Linked DNA regions of Mus musculus: all the other regions are linked to region 2. A link is a contact called in public Hi-C data. All regions are on one chromosome and are shown on one strand. Each heading gives the region's core, a stretch centred on a gene start, on an enhancer-like site or on the middle of the called end of the contact. The rest is flanking DNA. Distances are from core to core; before and after follow the strand shown. Region 1 overlaps Nab1 (Ngfi-A binding protein 1). Region 2 overlaps Stat1 (signal transducer and activator of transcription 1). Region 3 has its middle 25 kb from the start of Nemp2.

Evidence for each region. A called contact is a pair of places that touch in the nucleus more often than the background predicts.
Region 1: a contact with region 2 is called in a Hi-C map of forebrain, with 5 times the contacts expected there. The contact joins two enhancer-like sites. A contact is called at or near these places in 6 of 484 Hi-C or Micro-C datasets (cerebral cortex, embryonic stem cells, forebrain and 1 more), 1 of 115 datasets of contacts at active chromatin or transcription factors (kidney) and 2 of 9 other capture datasets (adipose tissue and liver).
Region 3: a contact with region 2 is called in a Hi-C map of the G1E-ER4 cell line, with 2.6 times the contacts expected there. The contact joins two enhancer-like sites. A contact is called at or near these places in 1 of 15 datasets of contacts at CTCF or cohesin (the NIH/3T3 cell line), 3 of 484 Hi-C or Micro-C datasets (the Ba/F3 cell line, the G1E-ER4 cell line and large pre-B cells), 1 of 115 datasets of contacts at active chromatin or transcription factors (differentiating embryonic stem cells) and 2 of 9 other capture datasets (embryonic stem cells and liver).

The regions. Positions count from the first base shown.
Region 1 is chr1:52,463,907-52,466,699 of GRCm38.p6, forward strand. Nab1 (Ngfi-A binding protein 1) reads right to left here. Exons shown (of 8, transcript NM_008667.3): 6 at 879-1,041. Among named protein-coding and RNA genes, the nearest start is that of Gm23460, 21 kb to the left of the region's middle. Within about 2 kb of position 1,440, at least 14 of the 459 cell types and tissues checked have an H3K27ac peak or open chromatin away from gene starts, as enhancers often do. A contact at or near this core is called in forebrain, where this site is marked.
Region 2 is chr1:52,149,437-52,152,477 of GRCm38.p6, forward strand. It overlaps Stat1 (signal transducer and activator of transcription 1), which reads left to right. Exons shown (of 25, transcript NM_009283.4): 19 at 1,183-1,232; 20 at 1,802-1,896; 21 at 2,797-2,942. Among named protein-coding and RNA genes, the nearest start is that of Stat1, 32 kb to the left of the region's middle. Within about 2 kb of position 1,410, at least 100 of the 459 cell types and tissues checked have an H3K27ac peak or open chromatin away from gene starts, as enhancers often do. A contact at or near this core is called in the G1E-ER4 cell line and forebrain, where this site is marked.
Region 3 is chr1:52,654,058-52,656,876 of GRCm38.p6, forward strand. It overlaps a transcript of Mfsd6 not described here. Among named protein-coding and RNA genes, the nearest start is that of Nemp2, 25 kb to the left of the region's middle. Within about 2 kb of position 1,399, at least 81 of the 459 cell types and tissues checked have an H3K27ac peak or open chromatin away from gene starts, as enhancers often do. A contact at or near this core is called in the G1E-ER4 cell line, where this site is marked.

The DNA.
Region 1 (2,793 bases), core at 190-2,689, 310 kb after region 2:
GCATGAAATACCACATCAAAACCTGTTACTTTTTAACAGGTTAAGTTATGAACTTAAATCATGTTTTAAAAGATGGACTCTTACTTGGTGAAAGAAATTATTAACAATACTAAGCACTTACTAGAAAGTAAATAATACATAAAATAAGACAATATCCTTCAGTATACTATTTACTGATATTGAAGCTAAGGACCGATTTACAGGGCTACACACCATTCCTCGCTACTTGAAGCTAAGCTGTGCATAAGCAAGGATGTCTTTTGCACTGCTCTGCCTTCTGGCCTTGGAGGCCTGCCTGGCATATAGAAAACACTTCAAAAAACCTTTTCAATGAGTGGATGACAATGACATGGGGTTTTCTTCATACTGAAGACAGGAGAAAAGCCAAAAACATTTTTTTTTTCAGAGTAGTAAAAACACTCATGACTCAGCTTTCTAACACAGACTTGTGTTAGGAAACAAATATACATTTTAGACAAATTGATTTTTGAAATTTAAAGAACGATGTTTCTGTCGTTTGGAAAAGGTGAGGGTGTACTTCAGTGGAAGGCCCTGGGTTCAATCCTAGCACCACAAGGAAACAGGTGCTATCAGCAAAGCAGCATCTTTGACGGAATCTGTTTCTTAGGGGAAATGGGCTGTATTCGCACATCCCTGTCCTGACCAAGCCTCTACACATGCGCAAGCTACAGTACAGGAATAATAAAACGTAAGGACTTTTAGAAATTAAAATATACAGGATGCAGGATGACCACTTTCCTCTGAAAAGGGACTAGTGAAAATGGATTTCTGCAGATATGATCCCTTCAAGACATAAAGGAATCCATTCTCCCCACTTCTCTTTGAGAGGCAAGTGGCCAGTCACTGCAGAGGCTCACCTTGTCCATCAGAGCTATCAGAAGGCAGGCCGCCATCAGGGCTCTGCTCGCCGGAGCTCTGCCTGTAGAGCCCGGCCGTGAGTCTCCTCTCCTGCTGCAGCCTCTCATACCCGGCCTGGGCACACAGGAGCTCCATCTGCTTCGCCATCCCCTTTTCAGCCTGCTAGTGAGTAAAGCAAAGATAAAAGCAATAACTAAAGCATTCTAGATTTCTTCATGGCCTGATGCTGCTAATTTGAGACACCAGCGAATGCATTTAGTATTTATTAAAAGGAGCTCACACTTCCTGTGGATGTATATCTGCCTCCATAACTATGAATGCATGCTTGTGTCATGTAAGACACCAGGTTTGTTCAAAAGGTTTCCTTTCAGTCCCATAAAGAGAACTCTATGTAAACTCAAAGCCAATGTAAGCTTCACTTTGTTTCCCAAGGTTCTGAGTCCTTTAAAGGATTTCCCCTTCTTTCTAAAATAGAAAAAAAGAAAAGAAATCAAGAAAGAAAGAAGATGGAAAAAAAGAGCCTAAGAGCAGCAGCAACATCTGCTGTCAACTGCTTTGAGCACAGGGTGAAATCCTGGCATCTTATTTTAGGATTTGGCGCTACCCAGATTCTGCTATGATGACAGCCTGCTTGGAGGAGAAAAGGTGTAAAATGCTTGTCTAGAAGAACAAGACAAACACACCTCCCACCAAAATTAAACAATGCAAATTATGCAGAGAGGCATCCCTGCCAGCAAGGATCTCTGCCTCCATCCCAGAGTGAAGCAGCATTTCCAAACCACGCATAGATGGACATGTTTGAAACAGAAGGCTGCTGTGTGACATATGAGGTCACCTCTGCACGTGTTTTAGAGGCTCCTTTTCTGTGTTCTGCTTTAAATTACTTGCATGTGATATTCAAAGCAGTGTGTCTATATGACATTTGCCAATGAAGTAATAGTCAAAATGCAGATATGATTCATTATCATGTTATATAAAAGTACTATAAGAATGCCACTATGTAAAATTGGTTACAAAAGTCATGATTCACAATTTTAAAAATCAATAGATGGAACACATAATGGATTAAAAAACAGAAGAAATACCCTTATTACTTTTCTAGACATGTACAAACCAGATCAAAGGTAACAACTTCATTTTGGCAAGTTAACTGGGGACATTTCAACAGGCCATTCTGGGAGGGAAACATAGTAGCAAGGTTTGGCAATACTAAACGGGCCTGCAAACAGGTCTGCAGTTCTGTCTAAAAGGGACATTCACACACGGACTTTGGAAATGTCCACTTCTGAGCACATACATAGTTAAAAATTGACTAAGATTTTGGGGTAGGAGGATAGCTATTGTAGCACACAGTACTGGCTGTAGAAGCCTGAGAAACCAAATTCAAATCCCAGCACCCACATGAAGAACTGAGCTGGGAGGTATGCGCCATGACTCCAGCATGAAGAACTGAGCTGGGAGGTATGCGCCATGACTCCAGTAGTGGGGAGCAGATCCAGCTGGGTTCCTGGGGCTCTGCAGCCAGCTAGAAGAACAAATAAGAACAAGGCTAACAAGAGCCCTGTCTCAAAAAAATCAAGGTGGGTGGACCCTGAGGAACCACACCCAAGGCTTCCGTCTGGCCTCTATAAACAGGTGCACACATGAGTACACCTACCAGCACCCTTGTGCACCCACACAAGCATGCACCCCCTGACATATACACAGAAATTAATAAAATTATCCAAAGCTACACACTAATTTAACAATTGTTCAGTAATGCTTTAAATGGGGTAAGAGTAGCAATGTTGACGATATGTTATTGAGATCTTGTGCTATTTTACCTAAGAGTTGTACCAAAATGGCTGTTTTCCCTGATACTCAAAGAATGTGTCACTTCCTACAGAACTACAGAGAGTAAGTAACAGCTTATCA
Region 2 (3,041 bases), core at 160-2,659:
CCCGTGGCAGACAGTTCTCTCTCAGTGGCTAATGTCAGAAGGCTTATTCATCTTCTACAATGAAAAGTCAAAGCCTCCCTTATCACCGACAACCTGCCAATGAACCGGATATCTGAAGCATGTCTTTAAAATTCCATCAATACCGTTGTCCAGGTTTGCGGTCTGTGTAGCAGGGTGATGCAGACGGTAGTCGAAGTGGGTCTTTCTTAACTGAATGTCCCTGGAAGGGTCTTCACTCACTTGTGCACATTAACAAGGGTCTCAGACCTTGTTCTGTATTCCACATTTGGTGAGATACAAGGATTTTTTTTTCCCTGCTTGTTGTAGCGTATCAGTGGTTTCCCTTAAACAAAGTAGTGGACTTAACACAGCTCAGACCACATGCTGCATTAATTCATATGGCTAATTATATTTATGGCTTGTATCAGTTTGAACAACTGTCCAATTTGTGAGAAGGCTGAGGGATATATCTAAGTACAGTGAGCTTATAAAATCCACCGGAGATCTCGGCCTTATTTGGAACTGCACATTTGTTCTGCAGGGCTTTTGGTGGGGAGGGACTTCATGTAGGCAGAGGAACAGCGGGAAGTGGTGCTGGGTAGAGACAAGGGTGGCTTCTCCACAGAGCCTTCAGGGAGACAGGGGTCATGCCAAAGTCAGATCAGCCTGGAAGGGCGTGTCCTGGGGTGGGGTTTATAGAGCTCTGCCTGCTCTCTGGGAAAGGAGCTAAGAGGCACCAGATGGCTGGCTTGATGTCAGCTTCCTCTGCGCTTTCATAATCCGATCTCAGTAATCCTCCATGCATTCCTTCATGCTGTTGGAATCAAACCAACAGACAGCAGCATGGTGGTGCGCATCTGTCATCTCAGGCTGGCGGAGTCGGAGGCAAGGATGGGAAGCAAGGAGTTTGAGGCCTGACTGAGCTACACGGGGAGACCCTGCCTATAAATAAAGGGGGTGAAACAAAGCCACCATTCGTAGGTTTTAAACTGCTTGTTGGTCCTTTCAGCCTGTGTAACTAGAGGCCCATTTCAAGTTAATATACGAGAGAATATCACCTCTGCTGTAGTCACCCTTTGCAATAGATACAAGAGCTCTCAGTCCAACTAGAGCAGCAGATCAATTTCTGTTTGGTAAAAAGGCGATTTTTGTTTGTTTGTTCGTTTTTGTGTTTGTTTCTAGGCCCTAATGCTGGCCCTGATGGTCTTATTCCATGGACAAGGTTTTGTAAGGTGGGTCCTCCCTGGGTTGTTTGCTTACTCTGGCATGTTCATGTGTCCCCCTCACACCCACTAGGACAAGTTGTTTACCTTCCTACAGGGCAGGAGGTTGGTCTGCAAGCAGAGACCGACCGAGACCAGCCGGCAGGAAGCACCTGCCTGAGTGATAACACTCTCCCACATCCCTCGCCCCAGCCTCTTAATCAGCAGGGCTCTGGCTAAGGCCGTGGGAACCGTGCACGGAGCAGTTGTGCAGAGCTACCCCAGCTCGAGGGCACCTGCACAGGGTGGTGAGACCCTGCACGGTTCGCCAGCAGGAGCTGAGCTGCTCATGCTGGCTTCTGCTACAGTGAGCACACTCTTGTTTTCCAGTCATCTGGGAAGTCACCTTTGCCGGGTGCTGCTCTTGGGAAAGGGAGCCAAGGAGGGAGAAGCTCTAGCAAGTCAGAAAGAGGCAGGGGGAGCCAGCCAGGCATTTCCACTCAGGAACGACTGCCCCTCTTGCTTGATCTGGGGTCTCTTTGGAGGGGCAGGGCAAAGCAGTGCTTTGGTTAACCAATTGTGCATTTGTATACTTGCAGGAAAATATTAATGATAAAAATTTCTCCTTCTGGCCTTGGATTGACACCATCCTAGAGCTCATTAAGAAGCACCTGCTGTGCCTCTGGAATGATGGGTAAGCGTCCCTGAGCGCTCCGAAGGCTGGGACAGAGTGCCGGCCGGCCTTCAGGATTTGGCAGGGGTTTTGCTCAGAGATGCACACTTACCTGGTATAAGGCTCCTTGAAAGGACACCCTCAGGAGATTAAGCATGTCTTAGGATATCTATATTTAGATCTATCTATTTAAAAGCTAAATTAAAAACAAAAACCTCTTAGTGTCATTAATGTATTTATTCATTCTCACAAACATTGTCAGTATTTACTGTACTGCCCTAATAAAGAATCAGAAACCACCAGATGGGGCAGTGCAGATCTTTAACTTCAGCTGAGGCTGAGGCTGAGGCAGGCTGATCTCTGCTCGTAGCACAGCAAGCTCCAGGCAGCCACGGCTGACAGTGAGACTCAGTCTTTTTTGTTAAAAGGAAGGAAGGAAGGAGAGAAGGAGAGGGAAGGGAAGAGAAGGGAAGAAGGAAGGAGACAGAAGGAAAGAGAGAAAGAGAAAAGTGTTTAGCTCATTCAGTCCAGGGATCAACTGATATCTCCGGGGTTCCTGTCAGTTGACCAGCAGTGATGGTGTCTGAAGCGCTGTTACCTGAGGCTGCGTCCCCAGTACAAGATGCATAGGCAGACACTGTCATGCGTGGTGTTTAAAGTCAGCAAGTAACAGCAGACGACGACGCATTGCCTGTTTACCAAGCCACACCCCAGTCGGTGTTCATCCTGATTCCTACTTAGCACATGTATCTATAAGTGAGATGCTCCCTTTAAGTGCCAGTTAAGCATTTTGAAAGCATACATTTTCATAGTATGTTCTCTTGTCAGGCGGCAGCAGGTTTCTTAGACTGTAAGTCAAAATGGAAAATTAAATTCACGAGGGAAACACAAAGCGTCTCCATTCATCTCTTTAATACCCAGGTGCATTATGGGCTTCATCAGCAAGGAGCGAGAACGCGCTCTGCTCAAGGACCAGCAGCCAGGGACGTTCCTGCTTAGATTCAGTGAGAGCTCCCGGGAAGGGGCCATCACATTCACATGGGTGGAACGGTCCCAGAACGGAGGTGGTGAGTGAAGGGTCTCCCTCATGCCGCCCTGCCACACATGTCTGTAATCTGTCGCTGAGGATCAGCCCGTTGGAATAGCTGTGGAAAGGAAGTAGCATA
Region 3 (2,819 bases), core at 149-2,648, 500 kb after region 2:
CAGAGACACTAACAGAACTTATTAACCAAACGGATCTAACAATATCTATAGAACATTTCATCCTAAAGCAAAAGAATATACCTTCTTCTCAGCACCTCATGGTACCTTCTCCAAAACTGACCATATAATCAGTCACAAAACAGGCCTCAACAGATACAAGAAGATTGAAATTATTCCATGCACACTATCAGATCACCACAGACTAAGGCTGGTCTTAAATATCAATAAAAACAACAGAAAGCACACATACACGTGGAAGCTGAACAATGCTCTACACAATGATAACTCAGTCAAGGAAGAAAAAAAGAAAAAAAATGAAACGCTTTTTAGAATTTAATGAAAATGAAGACACATCATACCAAAATTTATGGGACACAAGGAAAGCAGTTGTAAGAGGAAAACTCATAGCTCTAAGTTCTCCCAAAAGAAATTGGAGAGAGCTTACAGGAGCTTGACAGCACACCTGAAAGCTCTAGAACAAAAAGAAGCAAATACACCCTAGAGGAGTAGATGGCAGGAAATAATCAAACTCAGGGCTGAAATCAACCAAGTAGAAACAAAACCAACTCTACAGAGAATCAAAATCAGAAGCTGTTTTTTTGAGAAAAATCAACAAGGTAGATAAACCCTTAGCCAGACTAACCAGAGGGCACAAAGACAGTATCTAAATTAATAAAATCAGAAATGAAATACAACAAAATATATCTTAAAATGATTCTGTTTGTTGAATATTAACAGTTGAAAATACTAAAATCATGTTCTACAAACAATAAAGCCAACCAACCAAACAAAAAAAGATAGAAATCCTCAGAGACACAGTAGGTACATATCCACTGTAAGAGTCACAAGCAGCCCATAGCACTCATACTGGGACAACAAAAGTAGCCTACAATCTTGTCAGGACGTTTTATTGGTAAGGCTATTGCTTGGGATGCTGATTTAAGGTTTTAGAGAATGTCTAGAAATCAAGAATAGAAACAAACACACATAGGTTTCAGGCACACAGAACTCATGGCTTGGCTATTTATGTCTTGTACCACCGTGGACGCTTTCCCTCCCACTAGGATGGGAAGGTGGTAGGCAGGGCTCTGGTGTTAGCAAGAGTTGAGTCTGTGTCCTGGCTCTGACCATGATCCCATAACTTAGGCCCTATTCGCTTAAGAATCCTCATATTTTCAATGGGGAAGGTTATGTATACCAGGTAGGGCTTTTGAAAAACAAATGACCTAACCATGGATGAACTTCCCCTTTTGCAGCTGCTCTACTTAACTGATATGCCGAGAGGCATATTGCTTAGGAGTCCCATGAGCAAGCTGCAAATCCCCGGGAGTGCTAGCCACCTGCCTGCTTTCTGCCACTGCAACTTCCTGCCACTGCAACTTCCTGCCACTGCAACTTCCTGCCACTGCAACTTCCTGCCACTGCAAGCTCACTAGGACGATAAAGTAGCACTGTCCTATGACTCTGGCTCTTGAGCTGTGCTGGCCTTTGGCATGTACTATTACTCTGCTTTAAGAATAGTCTAGTTACAGAGACAAAATTTGGAGCTGTGACAAAAAAGATGGACCATCTAGTGATTGCCATATGCAGGGATCCATCCCATAATCAGCTTCCAAACGCTGACACCATTGCACACACTAGCAAAATTTTGCTAAAAGGACCCAGATATAGCTCTCTCTTGTGAGACTATGCCGGGGCCTAGCAAATACAGAAGTGGATGATCACAGTCAGCTAATGGATGGATCACAGGGCTCCCAATGGAGGAGCTAGAGAAAGTACCCAAGGAGCTAAAGGGAACTGCAACCCTATAGGTGGAACAACAATATGAACTAACCAGTACCCTGGAGCTCTTGTCTTTAGCTGCATATGTATCAAAAGATGGCCTAGTCAGCCATCACTGCAAAGAGAGGCCCATTGGACTTGCAAACTTTATATGCCCCAGTACAGGGGAACGCCAGGGCCAAAAAGGGGGAGTGGGTGGGTAAGGGGTTGGGGGGGTGGGTATGGGGGACCTTTGGGATAGCATTGAAAATGTAAACAAGGAAAATACCTAATTAAAAAAAAAGAATAGTCTAGTTAATAGCATCGAGCCAAGTTGGGTTCACACAGAACTCTAGGGTAGCATAACTTCCTGCAGGCAGAGAGGAGCAGGACAAATCACTATGGTAGTGATTCCTAGCCTCAGCTTTGACATCCCTGAGTATTTCTAAGGATCTCAAGAGAGGTTATAAAATTCTCAAATCAAGTTTAATTGGAATTCACTTTAATATTTTTCAAGTGACATATGGCACTGTAAGAACAGGAAGAAAAAGTCACAAAGTCCACAAACTCGTGAAGGTGTCAGCTCAAAAGGCTAGAAATTACTGCACTGTTGGATCGACGCTCACAGTAAACATTTTGTAACGAAGGCATATTGAATTTGGTGTCATTCATTACAGAGCAGAGGATGTTCTCTTGTTTGGTCACGTGTTTTTCATTTACGAAATATTTAAAAATGGTATTTACCTTTTATTTCAATACACCCACTGTGCATTTCCCAAACCAGCAGCTTTTCAAAGAAATCAACCAGAATTGTAAACACAAGATACAACGCTCTGATTCCCTACAGTCACTTTCACAATCCACATACTGTACATTCATAGGTGGGGCTCAGCCTGTCTCCCACTTCATTTCTGTAATTGCACGAGCATAATAAATACATCTGATTTTAAAGGTCACTTAAAATGAGCCTTGGGGGTTGACAGTGCAGTACCATTCAAGTGCAAAAGTAACCATCAGCTTAATTGTTCCCATCATTCCAAGCTGTGTTTTGTAGTGAA